2 separate regions of the Mus musculus genome follow, and region 1 is linked to region 2. Evidence: chromatin contacts called from public Hi-C data. All regions are on one chromosome and are shown on one strand. Each heading gives the region's core, a stretch centred on a gene start, on an enhancer-like site or on the middle of the called end of the contact. The rest is flanking DNA. Distances are from core to core; before and after follow the strand shown.

What was found. Hi-C and Micro-C count contacts between places; a contact is called where the count stands out from the background.
Region 1: a contact with region 2 is called in a Hi-C map of embryonic stem cells, with 5 times the contacts expected there. The contact joins two enhancer-like sites. A contact is called at or near these places in 2 of 484 Hi-C or Micro-C datasets (both in embryonic stem cells), 2 of 115 datasets of contacts at active chromatin or transcription factors (both in embryonic stem cells) and 1 of 9 other capture datasets (embryonic stem cells).

What each region holds. Positions count from the first base shown.
Region 1 is chr5:18,795,285-18,802,712 of GRCm38.p6, reverse strand. No RefSeq gene overlaps it. Among named protein-coding and RNA genes, the nearest start is that of Gm23822, 66 kb to the left of the region's middle. Within about 2 kb of position 3,277, at least 10 of the 459 cell types and tissues checked have an H3K27ac peak or open chromatin away from gene starts, as enhancers often do. A contact at or near this core is called in embryonic stem cells, where this site is marked.
Region 2 is chr5:18,085,344-18,093,187 of GRCm38.p6, reverse strand. No RefSeq gene overlaps it. Among named protein-coding and RNA genes, the nearest start is that of Gnat3, 130 kb to the right of the region's middle. Within about 2 kb of position 4,952, at least 32 of the 459 cell types and tissues checked have an H3K27ac peak or open chromatin away from gene starts, as enhancers often do. A contact at or near this core is called in embryonic stem cells, where this site is marked.

The DNA.
Region 1 (7,428 bases), core at 2,028-4,527, 710 kb before region 2:
TATTTTGTGCTGCCTGGGTGACATGGATCTAGATCCTTCTGATGGCAGACCTATAATTTTGTCAGTATCATTCATTAAATAGATTCTCTGTGTTGAGTGCATGTGTTTACCCAATTGCAAACGAATATATGTCCATTGTTAAGTGGGTTTGTCTCTGTTTTTCTGTTACATTCCTCTGACTAACACTTGTGTTTTTGTTCTAGTATTTTACAGGTTTTGTTACTATGGATCTGTAGTATATTCTGAGGTTAAAATAAAAAAGGTTGATACCTTTAGCTGTGTATTTTCTACTTAAAATTGCTTTGGCTAGACATGGATTTTAGGGTTGTGTTTTCTAGTTCTGTTGGAATATTAATTGACCTTACAGTAAATTTAGACTGGTGCGATAAAAATCCTCACAATACTACTTCTGCCAATCTGAGGTATGAAAGATCTCTTGATTGTCTGATGTCTTCTTCAATATTAAAACATTTTAATTTGGAGAACATTATGTTTTATGTAGAGAATTTTTTTATATTCTTTTACAGAACGTTTGACACCTATAGATGGCAGTTACTAGTATTAATGTGTAGATCTTGTTTGTCCTTCTTTCGGGGTATGTAATTATATAAAAAGAAAGATTATTTTCTATACCCTGCATCTATTAATTTTGTTCACTTCAGTACTCAATGAATGCATTCTCTATGTATATCATTTTCTCATAGGTACCAAAACTTTAATGGAGTATGAGATGTGATTGAAATTATAAGGACTAAAGAGCTTACTTAAAAAATATATTAAGCATGATAAAAATCTCTTAAAATATGATCAAGAAAACGTACTATTTCTTTTCCAATAGGGGATGTTTTATCTAAGAATCCTAATAGAAATAGGTAAATGATTAAATAATAGAAGTTTAACCTAAATGTTGAATTTTATAAAATTGTGTATTTTCTTTATAACTAGTTTGTCACAGAGAATCCATCATATTAAGTGAAGGACCAACTCAAACTTAGTTTTAATCAGTAATTGCTTTTTTGATGGACTTTTGCATATAATAACTGTTCAAATCTATGCCACAGAGGAGAACATGTATAAAATCAATACAGGGTAATAGTTGTAGCTCAGCTGCCAACACTTCATATTTTGAGATGAATGCTTCAGATTAAAAATATTATTTCTATTGTAGCTGCTAATTTTATACAAGATCAAGTGTTTCAGGTTGTTTATATGCTCACATAGTCAGAATATTGTAAAGATAGTCCTACCACTGGAAGAAACTGCTATGGAAAAGAAATAGATTTTATTTATAATAAATTACTTTTAGCTCATGGATTAATAAGTTATTAAATATTAGTTATTATGAAAATACTGGTAATCCATGAAGATTCACATTTCTGATAACTGAAAATACTGATCTTATTGCTAAAACAAAGTGAATCTGGGCTGTAACATGCCCCATGTAAGACAACAGATAATGGTAAATTGGATCAAACAAATTTATTTGTAAATCAAAAAACAAAACAAAACAACTCACAGCATAGCTGAAGACATTGTCATGTTACCTGAAAGGCAAATAGTTAGTCATGGTCATCCTTTCATCCTAGTTTCAACAGAAGTAGATTTTGCTAATTTAAAATATGACTGAGTATCATCATCTATATCTATTTGTCTTGCCTCATTTCTGATGCTGTGATAAACACCAAAACCAGACAACTGGAGAAGGAAAGGGTTTATCTGGCTTATATATCCAAGCCACAATCTATTTCAAGAAGTCATGGCAGGAACCTGAAGACAGGAGTTATGAAAGGCTGCTACTTACTGGCTCACTCATTGTTTTATACTCTGTGAGATTTGCTGTATAGCCTAAGCACATCTGCCTAAGAATGCTGTGACCCACAGTGGTCTAGGTCTTGGTACATCAGTCATTAATTGAGGCAATACCTCATAGACAAGGTTAATGTCAACATCATTTTTCAACTGAGGTTTTATCTTCCATACTGAATCTTGGTTGTACCAACTGACCAAACAAAACAAACAAAGCTCTCTGTCAGTACAAAGTGCTACACAGTGTCTTTTATGGCTAAAAATGGACTGACTCTCTTCTCTAGGCAAAACTCATTCCTACATGGCAGTAACTGTATCAGCAAGAGACACTACAACAGATCCATGCTTTACTGCTTCCTTCATTTGTGTTATCATTCTTCTATATCATACAAAACCTTCCATCAGATTATTTCTTTTTTTAAAAAACATTTTTATTAGATATTTTCTTCATTTACAATTCAAATGCTATCCCAAAAGTCCCTTATACACTCCCCCCACCCTGCTCTTCAACCCACCCACTCCTGCTTCCTGGCCCTGGTATTCCCCTGTATTGGGGCATATAATCTTTGCAAGACCAAGGGACTCTCCTTCCAATGACAGCTGACTAGGCCATCTTCTGCTACATATGCAGGTAGATACACGAGCTCAGGGGTTACTGGTTAGTTCATATTGCTGTTCCTCCTATAAGGTTGCAGACCCCTTCAGCTCCTTCGGTACTTTCTCTAGTTCCTCCATTGGGGGCCCTGTGTTCCATCCAATAGGTGACTATGAGCATCCACTTCTGTATTTGCCAGGCACTGGCATAGCCTCACAAGAGTCAGCTATATCAGGATCCTGTCCGCAAAATCTTGCTGGCATATGCAATTGTGTCTGTGTTTGGTCGTTGATAAAATAACCAGCCCCCAATCTTAGAGAAATTGCTTTACTATATCAGAAAACAAAATTAATAGATTCCGCTTTCAGAATTTATTTTGATTGTCAACCAAAGCTGTAACCTCCCCCTCAGCCTGAAGCAGGCTGAGCCAGACCTTGACTTTGCTGCCACTAAGGAGATTACCTAGGGTGGAGCCTTCCTCCCTATATCACTCTACTGTTCAGCCACTGTTGCTGTTCCTCTTCAAGATACTGCTACCTGCTGAGAGGCCCTGGAGCTATTCCAGAGACTATGCCCTATCCTGCACCTGCAGCTGGTTCCAGGCTCCAAGATTGAACAAGCAGGGGATGGGCCTCCCCCTCTTCTTTATAAGCAGGATCCCTATTAAACCTTTGAGCCTTGAACAGACTAGCTTATCTTGGTTTCCAATATTTCTCCATCTGCCTAGGTTCCCTCTTCTCTTTCAGCTCTGGTTGCTTCCCAGGCTCGAACTCGGACATGAGAGCCACAGGTCGGCCCCAACAATTTGGTGTACCAGTGCGGGACCTGGGAATGGCAGAAGACACTGGAAGAAACACTGCTGGTATAGACCACAGATAGGAAAGAATTAGAAATTTCGTACCCGGGCATGGTGAAAAGGTTGCTAGGGGTGCTGTATGGTCTAAGCTGGAACAGCGGTGACCTGCATGCTGGATTTGCTTAGGTTCAGCAGTGATATCAGAATATAGGAATGTAGCAGGCAGTCGGCCTCAGCTTTCAGAAGCTGCTTTTTAGGGGAGAGAAATATAAGGGTGTTAATCAATGGAACAGGCAGATGGCTGCAGTTGGGAGCTGCATCAGGCGGGAGGAAAGTGGATTTTGAAACTCTCCTAGAGACAGAGAGAAAATTGGGGGAATCCCCTCTTGTGTGCAGGCCGGCCAGTGTCTTTGTTTTGAGTGTCTGTCTTATGTTTCCTGAAACGAACATGTGCTCGTTGTGTTGGTTTGTTGTCTGTGTTTCGTCCCTTGTCTCTGAAGCATGGCGCAGTCTGAGTTTGTATAGGCCTGAGTTTGGTTTCTCTGGTGTTTGTAGAGGATGGGGTTTTCTGAAACGCTTGGTATTTGCAGCTGTTCCTTCGGGCAGTAAGGACCAGAGGACTGTGGTCAGCAGATGTGCTAGGAAAACCGCTGCCGCCCAGGGGGACGCCCTGTGAATCTGGGAGAGCCAGGGACACCTGGTAGTCTCTGGAGATCCATCGGTCAGAGAGAAGGAGTAAGTGGAAGCTTACCCTTCCAAAATCGCCTAATTCTTTTGCCTGCTTGTGGAGGATGAGAAAGGGTCGCATGTGTCTGGATCTGTTGGTCTTTGTTTTGTGTATTTTTTGTGTATGTGTTTAGAGCTATGTCAGAATCTAGAGAAACAAAGGTAAGTCTCATAGGTGCCTTATACCCTGACTAGAGATGGCTTACACATGAGAGAACAGGCTTAAGAAAAGCAGTACTCTCCGACTATCTGGGGACAATTTGGTGAAAGAGAAAAAGAAAAAATAAACAGTATCAATTGGCTTTTGGAGCCCTGCACCTGTGGCTGGAGAAGCTCCTGCTAGGAACTGATGGCTGTTTTTTTTTTCCTAAAAAAAAATTTCTGTGCTTGTGATTATTGTGTTTAGCTTTATTATTTTACAATTATAGCTAGAAAAATTAAAATTCTCTGATTGGTCTAAGTGTAGCCGCTTCATTTGTTTTTTTTTACTGGTAATGTGCTCTGCGTGTCTTCACAAGAGTATCAGCTCATAAGTTATTGGTTAGGAGTATATAATTGTAACACTGGTAACAGAAGGTTAGCCTTAAATTGGCAACTCAGGTTTGGAGTCTTTCAAACAAGTGGCATAAGCAGGCCAAAAAAACTAGGCCTCTTAGGAATACTTCTAGTTGAGATAATATCTAATGTGATTCTTGTCCTAGAAAGTAGAATTAAAGATAAGATTTAAAGCAATGTCTCTTTAATGAAGCATTGAAACGTGCATTGTCATGCATTCATAGCTATGAATTGGCGCCAAGTTTTGCAACGTGGTAGTGAAGTTTTAATGTTGATTCTAAGGTGATAAATTGTTTTGAAATTGGGTTTTGCTTTCCCAGGGTTGTAGTTGTAGTCTAATATTGCAAAAGAAACTTAATAATTCTGAAATCCGTCCTCATGGCAAGAGGAACTAAGCTCAGAGCAGCTTCTGCATGGTTTGAGTGACTTTCTTTTGTCTTGCAAATGGTGCCTAAGGAAGCTCTGGAAACTTGCCTCTCCTTGCCTTCAGGAAAAATTCCTTTTAGCTAAAAGAGCACCTTTGCAGATCTACCCAGATATTGTTCTAAGTAAATAAATTCTAAGTTTATAAAAAGGGTCAATCAGGTTGTAGAATTTATCAAGATATTGCAATTTGACATGCCTACTTCATGTAAAGTTATTATAGATTTAAGAGTTTGTTTTTTCCTTTGCATTCTGAAAATTGTAAAGAGTTTTGCTTCTAGTGAGCTGGTGATCACTGGAAAATTTTGCCTCTAGGTATGGCTAAAATGGCTTTACATTATGTAAGAAAAATTTTTATCATCTCTGCTTCAATATAAGAAGCTAAGAGTTTGAATCTTTCAGTGTATATTGTTTCCTAAGTGAAAAGTATTTTATTAGGTAATGATTTTTAAGGGAAGTTTACTTTAAAACCTTGCTCTCACACAATGAGCTTTTTGATTCTGGAAAGTAGCTGTTGCTCCAGAAAAGATTCAGAGGCAATATCTTTTTAATACTTAGGGAATCATGGTACAGAAAATCCAAGAAGGAAAAATTGATTTGCTTCAAAATTTTATTTTCAAAAGCTTCCAGGAGATGTTAATTGGCTGAGACCTCACCTTGAGGCCTTAAAGAGACTTAAACCTCTGTTAGGTGCATCTAGTGAGGTTCAAGATTACTGGTGAGAAACAAAGAGGCTTAACAGAAGGCAAAAGAAACTTCTGTGATCAATTGTTATCAGTTAATCATTGGTATTTAAGTATTACCTGCTTATTTTATTTATGTGCCCACAGAAATTCCTTGGCAAGAGAAACATTGTTGTAAAATTGTCCTTCTTCACCTCAAAGTAAAGTTTTAACACCTATTAAGGCCGCTGTGGTGCTAACAAAGAATTATAATATAAATTCCTATAGTTTGGGATAACTATAACAAAAATTGTGTCTTAAGAACCTAAGTGTCTGTTCCTTGTTCCAAGTAGCAATTAATTTGGGTATTACAGAATATTAATAATTGACCTATTGCATACCATCATTTTAAATAATAAAAGATAAGTTAAAACTGTTTTTATACATGCTTCTGTGTCTTCTATAAATTCATGCATACATGCATCCCAATTACTGTGTTTAAAAACAACCCCTCTATGGGAAATAAGTATATGTGAATTAGATCACACGTTTATTCTTTTGAGTTTTCTCCTGTTTCAGCACAAATAATTAAGTTGTGTGCTGTGGATGGTGTTTTAAAAGGCTGAACAATCAAACCTTAATTTGTATATTAATAGTCAATGGTATATCTTCAGAGCTCACGACTGCTTAAAATTGTTCATCCCTCAGATACTATGAATTCTCAAATTTGCAATTGTTTATACATATACAGCTCATAAGAAAAAAAATGCTGTTCTTTTAAGAAGGCTGTTTTTGGACATTTAATAAATTGTTCTGGATTGCCTGGACAAGACATATTAAGGCAATGCCATTCTGGATTATATCTCAGGCAGTCTATAGGTCCTACATATAAGATGGATTGGATATATAATCTCGTTCTTTATATATTAAAAACAGTTATGGTTTAAGATAATATTTTGGTATTCTTGGAAAATGTGTATGTCAAATTGTAAAAAAGTTTTTGGCACTTAGTGTCCTCAGTTCCTACTTGTTTCCACATAATAGTGTTAATTCTTGAAGACTTATACTTAATAAATTGCTGCAAATAAATGCTCTTATTTCTGATTTAATAAGTAAATAAATTATACACATGTGACTATTAATAACTTTTCAAGCTTTCTAGTTACAACCGCTCTTCAAGAGAAACAATTGAAAGTGTAATTAATCACTACCCATGTTACACTAATACTGACTATAACAGTCAAGTATTTGAGATGTTTTGTCAACAAATTATTAATTCTCAAGTACAAGGTATTGTGGAACTTTAAAACTCTAGCTTCTTAAAAGACAAAGAAGGGGGAAATTATATCCCCCTGCATATTATTTAATGTATTCCTATGCATGTTATTTAAATCATATTTTTATTTTAGAATTTTGAAATTTAGATGTCAAAGAACTTAATAAATGCCTTATAGTATCTTAAAAGGATCTACCTATTGGCATATGGCTTGATCCTGAACAGCTACCTTATTAGGAAAGGGAAAAACATAGGTTCTCTCCACAGAATGCTGCAGAAGTGTGACGGCCAATTCATGTGACAAGCTGACAAGTGAGTTCGCTCAGTGCCCTGACTGTAGTGACAAGAAAGCTGAATTGGGTACATGTTTTCAACCCGTCCTTGCTTGACATTTTTCCAGTTTGGACGAGCAAAGCTGCCTTGCTTCAAGCTTTTAAACCTTATGGTAAAAAGAACATCAGAGACTGTGTAATCTGACTTAGAAAGATTAGTCATATAAAAAAGAGTAATAGTGATTCTTTTCTTTCCCTCATTGACCAGTTATTCTAACTCAATCTTAGACTAGTCTAGTAAAAATTCCAGTGTTAGA
Region 2 (7,844 bases), core at 3,703-6,202:
TGTCACCCATTTGTTTAGTCTGTTTTCTCACCTGAACAAAAGTCGGGGTTTGACTGCAAGCACTACATGCATAGTGACACAGCCTGTAATCTCAGGATTTGAGAACCCGTGAGCAAATATCCACTCATAAGCAAATACATATTTATCTTTATAACTATGTAAATATAAAGTGAGGTTTGGGTTACCTCACTTGGGATGATATTTTCTAGTTTTATTTATTTGCCTACAAATTTAATAATGTAAATATTTTTAATAGTTGGATAATATCCATTGTGTAAATGTACTGCAGTTTCTTTAGTCTTCTGTTGAGAAACATCTAGGTTCTTCCAAGTTTCTGGCTATTATTAACAAGGTCACAGTAGACATGGTTGACCAATTGTCCTTCTGGTAGGATGGAGTACAAGTAAGATGTTATAGCTGAGTCTTGAGGTAGATTGATTCCCAGTTTTCTAAGGAACTGCCACATTGATTTTCATAGTAGTTGTATTTGTTTTTACTCTCACCAACAATAGAGGAGTATTACCCCTGCTTCGTATATTCGCCAGCATAAAAGGTTACTTGTGATATTAATCTTACCCATTTTGACAGGTGTAATATGGAATCTCAAATTAATTTTGATTTGCATGTCCTTGATGGTTTAGGATATTCAACATTGAGTGTTTCTCAGACATTTGACATTCCTCTGTTGAGAATTCTCTGTTTTAATTGGATTGTTTTGAGGGATCGTTGTGAATCAGGATTGAGGACAAAGGCAAAAAGGGAGCCTCAGACTTGGAACAACTTATTTATTCATAAGTAGCAACAAATAGCGAGATGGGATCACATTCGTACACACACACACACACACACACACACACACACACACACACACACACTTCACTAACTTCCAGTCTGGCCTGATGTCATAAACTGGCTTGATTGTGGTGTGTCAGGTAAGGTTAGAGATGTGTCCTTCTGCTTTTCGGTTCAGCTGGAGCTCAGTGTGTGGTGCAGGCTTGTTTCATTCAAGGGTGTGTGTCCAGGTTGCTGTACTGGATCTCTTAGCAAGATGGCATCTCTGTGGGACTCTGGGAACGAGTGAGTTGCAGTGGTTAGACTGGGGTATAAGTTACACTTAGTCAATCATAATTAAGGCGTTCACAACTCACTTCATTGGGCATTTACCTTACTTCAACTTTATCATACTCATGCACACACTCTAGGCTTGGTTTCCATGGTTACATTCATCCATGATATCCTTTCCTTGTTGTTTACATCTTACTCCTTACTGGGAGTTTATTTTTTCAGGTCTTTATATATTTTGGATACTAGTTCTCTTACAGATGTGGAGTCGGTTAAAAGCTTTTCCCATTCTATAGACTGCCTCTTTGTCCAAATAATGATGTACTTTGCCTCATAAAATATTTGCAGATTCATGAGGTCCCATTTATTAATTGTTGATCTTAGTGCCTGTGGTATAAGTGCTCTGTTCAGAAAGTCATCTCCTGTGCCAAATGAGTTCAGAAGTATTCTCAACTTTTATCAGGTTCAATGTATCTGGTCTGATATTGAGATCTTTGATCCACTTTGACTTGAGGTGACAGGGTGACAGGTACAGGTCTATTTGCATTCTTCTTTAGGTAGACATCCAGCTTGGCCAGCACCATTTGTTGAAGAGTCTTTATTTTTTATTACAGTGTGTATTTCTGGCTTCGTTATCAAAATTCAAGTGTGCATAGTTGTGTGTATTTATGTTTGGGTCTTCAATTTGATATCATTCATCAACATGTTTTACATGCCAATATCATGCAGTTGTTATTATTATAGCTCTGTAGTACAACTTGAAACTAGAAATGACAAGATCTCCCGTAGTTCTTTTATTATACAGGTTTGTTTTAGCTATCCTAAATATGGATAAGTTGAGAACAGATATGGAGAGAGTGGCAATCTTGTCCCTGATTAGAGTAGAATTGCTCTGAGTTTCTTGCATTTAACTTGGCGTTGGCTATAGGTTTGCTATAACTTGCCTTTCTTATGGTTGTGCATGCCCATTGTAGCTCTAATCTCTCTAAGACTTTAATCATGATGGAATTTAGGATTTTGTCAAAGATATTTTCTGTATCTAATGAAATAGTCCTGTACTTTTTCCCTTTAGTCTATTAAAATGGTAATTTAAACTTACTGATTTTTATATATTGAACCATTTGTGTATGAAGCCTAGTTCTTCATGGCGGATGATATTTTTGACGTGTTCTTGGATTTGGTTTGCAAATATTTTACTGAGTATTTTTGCTTCTATGTTCATAAGGGAAATTGGTCTGTAATTGTCTTTTGTTGTCAAGTCTTTCTGTGATTTGTGCATCAGGGTAACTGTGGCCTCATAAAATGAATTGGGCAATGTTACTTCTGTTTCTAATTTGTGGAATAATTTGAGAAACATTGGCACTAACTCTTCTTTGAAAGTCTGCTAAAATTCTGCTCTAAAATCATCTGGCCTTAGTCTTTTATTTATTTAAAGTCTTTTAATGACTGCTTCTATTTCACTAGGGGATACAGGGCGATTTAAATTGTTTATTTGACCTTCTTTTAACTTTGGTAATTGCTACCTATAGAGAAAATTATTAATTTCTTTTAGAGTTTTCAATTTGGTAGAGTACATGGCTTTAAAGTATGCCCTTACATTCTCTGGATTTTCTCAGTGTCTGTTATTATGTCACCTTCTTTGTTTCTGGTTTTGTTAATTTGTTCATTGTCTCTCTACCTTTTAATTGGGCAAGGGTTTGTCTTTTCTGTTGATTTTGCCAAAAAGCCAACTCTTTGTTTCATTGATTCTTTGTATTATTGTCTTCATTTCTATTTCATTGATTTTAGCCCTTAGTTTTATAAAACCTTGTTTTGTACTGGGCAGAGGATCATAGAGCAAAGGGCAATAGCAACAGGTTTCCTGCTACAGAGCTGGAAATGATACTGAGGGAATTTGATCTCAGAAGCAGTAGGAGAGGTTGCCTGCTAGTTGCCTTGGGAGGAGCAGCCTTGTTGTTAGCAGGAAGTGCCCTCTGGGCTTGGGGTCTGGGACAAAGCAACAAGCAGAGTTAGGAAGGCTAGAGGGGGAGGAGCTGTGGTACGCAAGGGAGACAGAATGGGGGACAGGGTCAGGGAAGGCTGCTGAGGGAATACTGCTGCAGAGCTGAGAATGAGACAGGATTAGGTCTGTGAGACCAAGGAAGAAGAAAGGTGCTGAGAGCCGTCTACCTGATTTTCTGGCAGTTATGGCCTTATGTTAACAAGGGGTGCCTGCTGGTTAGGGGGCTCAGATTAAATGGCTGAGCTGAGGGAGGGAAGTTAAGAAGGGATGGACTGTGGGGTCCAAGGAAACATAGGCAGTAGGAAAGGACAGATACACAAGGTGGTCTTTTGTGAAGCTGAGTATGAGACTCAGAGATTGGACTTGCTGGGGGGAAAGAAGTGGTGAGGGTCTTCAGCCTACTTGTTTCCCTGTTCTGCTTAGCTGGTGTATTTCCCATGAAGGCCTGCTGGTGCTGGAGGCTGAAATACTGGACTGAGTTGGGGGGAATGTTTGGGGCAGAGGATCTTTGAGATCCCTAGGGGATGGGGTCAGATAGGAAAGAGACTATAGTAGTCTTTCTGCTACAGAGCTGAGGGGGAATTGGGTTTCAGGAACAGTAGAAGAGGTGTAGGTTCCCCAAATGTTTTTGGATGATTATTTAATCTTTAGTATAAAACAAATATTAAGTTTTTATTGGGAGCAGGTACAAAAGCAAAACAAAACAAAACAAAATAACAAAAAACAAAAACAAAAACCAACCCACAGAGTACATTATTTTTAAAATTAGGTGCAGGCACCAGAAGGAGTGGATAAGGGTGGTATCCAGATACTGTGAAAACATTAATATAAACCAGGTCTAAGCCACACATCAACATGGGTGTTTAGATGAGTTTTGTCATCTAAGCTTAGCTTCCTAATAGCTAAAATGAGGATATTTGTTCTATTTAAAACCATTGCAAATTAAAAATTAAACCTCTTTCACAATGCATGGGGTACTTTCTGGTGGTAAAATTATTTAGCATTATTCTTAAAATTATTTAGATGATTATTCATTTTAAGTTCCTTCCTATTAATAAAATAATACTATATGGAAAATAATTAACTCACATCTCATATAACAATGAACAAATAAAAAAACCTTAGAAGACCATTTAATTTCATCCACTAGGAATCTCACACATGATATCTCATAGAGAAATTAAGAAAAATTAAAATATGAAAATCCCCATACCATTATAATGAGCGTAACTCTGAATCTTTGGGGAGTTCTCTGGATGCAGAACATACATACATATACTGTGTGCATAATTCCTTTTCATTTTTATCATTGTTACTTTTATGGCTTTAATTTTATTAACACCCAGTGTGTATGAACTGTAGTTTAAACCACATTGTCTCCGCTGGAAATGGCAGAAGCTGACCATCCTGTATCTTTTGCGTGAGAGATTTAGACACAAATGACCAGTTTTCAGAAGGTGGAGAAGGACAAAAATGCAAAGTAAATCCATGAGTGCTTGGTTGAAATTAGGTGGAGCCGACTTAGACGTTCAAAAGGAGATGCTAACTCGATGGAAAATTCTTTTCTGGTCCTGCCCCACTGTTAGGTTGATTTAAATAGTGAGTTTTTAAAGAGCCCTGTAATCTAACTGCCAGAAAGATAACGCATTGGGGGCAATTTAAAGGGAGAAGGGATTATCTTTCGTATGGTTTCAAGTATAGCACACCCTGGTGGAGAGAATACGGTAGAGTTCATAGCAGAGGGAACCTTTGGCAGGGTTTCCTAATAGTGTGGGCTCAGGAAGCACAAAACTCAGGTCAGAACCAGAAACAGTTCGTTCAGGTCCCAGCCCCCACAACTCACACCTGCTAACAAGGCTGCATTCCTTTGTCCTTGACTTTCTAAAACAGCGCCACCAAGTGTTCAAACACATGAGCTGTGAGGGATCTTTCAGACTGGACCAAAGCAAGGACCCATTCAGTCGAGAAATTGTTAATCAAAATAGTTTTCTTCCCCATTCAATACACATGTTACTTTGCTGCAATGCATTTTCATGTGTGTTCAACTAAAAATAGACTGCAGGATGGAGAATGCAGTTATTTTTTTCCCTCAGTATAAGCTGCATCTGTAGTCTGAAGTGCGTCACTTTAATTCTGCCATCTGGTGGTTGAAAATATTGATGCTCTTGCCGTCTGTGAATCTATGTTAATTCGACTTATACATGTACCAATTTACATCTCCAACCAAGATATAATGTGCCATATATGAAATTGGCATACATTTCAGAACTGTGGATTACACATAGAAAATGAATTATGTATCTCATTTCTGCATTTTTCATGCAAAAATCTATGCTGACTCATGTACTATTTGCACATGAATATAATCCTATAAATGGTGTTTTTATTTTATTTTTTTGATGGAGATAGAGTTCTTTATTTCCATTTTGGCATACTCTAAAAATACTTCCTCTGTATTTGATTAAGTATATGTTGTTAGAATGTCATTTAATTGAGAAGTCAGTTTTCATATAAATTACTAATTTGGGCTAATTTTGTATTAAGAATAGACCATTAACAAAAAAATACTATATGTAAAATGAAAGACCAAATCTAGTGTCATGGGCCTGTAGTTCCAGTGATGGGTGGGTGAGACAGAAGGATTATCAGATACAGAATCTGGCTTGGCTCCAGTAAATAAAAGACAAGTCTGGATAGCATCATGAGATTGTTTCAAAATTAAAAAAAATAAAAAAGTAAAGAGAGGACTGGGATGTAGATCAAAGCCAGGAGACTTTCCTAGCACACACAGGATGTAGGTTCAATTCAAATACTGAGGGGAAAAGATGAATAATTATGACTTTAAGTTTTATGGCTTGGAGTGTAGCATACCCACCCACCCTCACACACACGCACACACACACACACACACACACACACAGAGAGAGAGAGAGAGAGAGAGAGAGAGAGAGAGAGAGAGAGAGAGAGAGAGAAACAGGGAGACAGGGAGACAGGGAGACAGGGAGAAAGAGAAGAGAGAGAGAGAAGGAGGGCTGGGGAAGGGAAGCAAAGCCACATTTATTCAATGATTTCAGCCTTTATTCCTTCAGTTTGCAATCCATGGTTTATTGTTCACCTTGCATATTAGGAAAAGTACGGAAACATAGCAGGTGTAAGTGTAGTAGGAACATGAGAGACTAAAGCTTACAGGCATACGTAAATAGAACTTGGCCCTTCTCCTCAACTCAATTTCTAGGTCCTGACCATATTGTTATTGAAGCATTTTGCTGTCACTGGTTCCCAGAACACCCCAGTGGCTCCCAAGAGGGCTTTTCACAACTGCAGGGGTGAACTTCTCAGCCATGTGCTCACTCGCCTGGCTTGTTTCATTGCGGAAACTCTGCTGCTTATGCAAGAAGAAAGAAAGACTCAGGATGAATATAAATATTTTTCAATACTGGCTGAAGCTTTTGTTTTTGTTATTGTTTCTTTTGGAGTATGTGAGTTATTTTTTCTATCACAGAAGATTTAACAAATTAAATAACACTTCAGGATGGTTTTCTTGGATGAACTGATGTCATGCAGTGGTTAGTATCTTAGAAGACTCATCTACAGTGGGATAGTGACTTCACCTGCTCTCCTTCCCCTGTAACCTCTGGCTATTCATTCACATTTTTATCACTAAAGGTTCTAAAAGTTTAACAGCTGAAGATATACATTTTGTCAGTATTCATGAGTTAACTTTGTATTCTTTCATTGATTCTGGTGCTCCATATATAGAGGAAACAATAGTGAGTAGAGGAAGATAACATTGTTTGAGACAAGAAAAAAAATCCTCCTCAAAGTCTCCACTTATAAGGGAGCTTGAAGTACAGGGAGCAGCGAAATAGCTTTAAGGTCAACCTTCTCCAGATCGCTTCTGTCTTTGACAAAATAACTCTAGGGATGGTCAACACGAGACCTTATCCAGATAGCTTCTGATTTTGATAAATGCCCCTTCTAGTCTGTGATGTTATCTCACCTTCAGGAGAGGGACCCAAGGTTTCTCTTATACTGAAAGCACTAAGAGTCTGATATTAGTTATTAAAAACATCCCCATAAAAATACAAAGAAGGAAGATATTCCGTGTCTCCCTTGGCCTTTCTAAAGCATTTTCTTACACTGTTTGCATGATTCCCCCTTTAAAAAAAAAAAGACAAGGACTTATTAAAATATGACTAAATGTTCACTGAAGTTATAAATACACAGGTTTGTTTTCTTTTAATGTATTCTAGGCTTTCCTTGAGTTTGAATTTCAATTTTTTTGTACTGCATGCAGCTATCACTGTGGTAACCTTACAAATAAAAAAACATGGCTAGCATATGCACTGAATGTAAAAAGTTTCTGTGGATAGCCTTGATACATTGGTGATAGAAAAGGAATGCTTCCATTCTCAGCTGAGAAACCAGGGTGAGCATTTTTTCTTCTAAAATTATTCCGCACCAAATATATTTTGTTCACAACCATAAAGATGATGTTGAGGATGGTGACAGGTTGTGATCACAATTTCCTCTGCGCCAAGAAGGAATTTTTAAAAATATCATTCTTGCAAGATTGCCAATCATCATTTTATGTTCTTTCCTGAATATATTTTTGAGAACTAGGTCCATGAAATACATCAGAATAAAAGAAAACAATTATATCTCCAACATTTTCTTTGTAGCAAAGCCTTGCCTGAACATGAAATAAGAAGGACAGAGGAAATTATCATTATAATCTTTCATCAAATACTCAGAGAATGTCTGTGGGTTCCTTGACAAA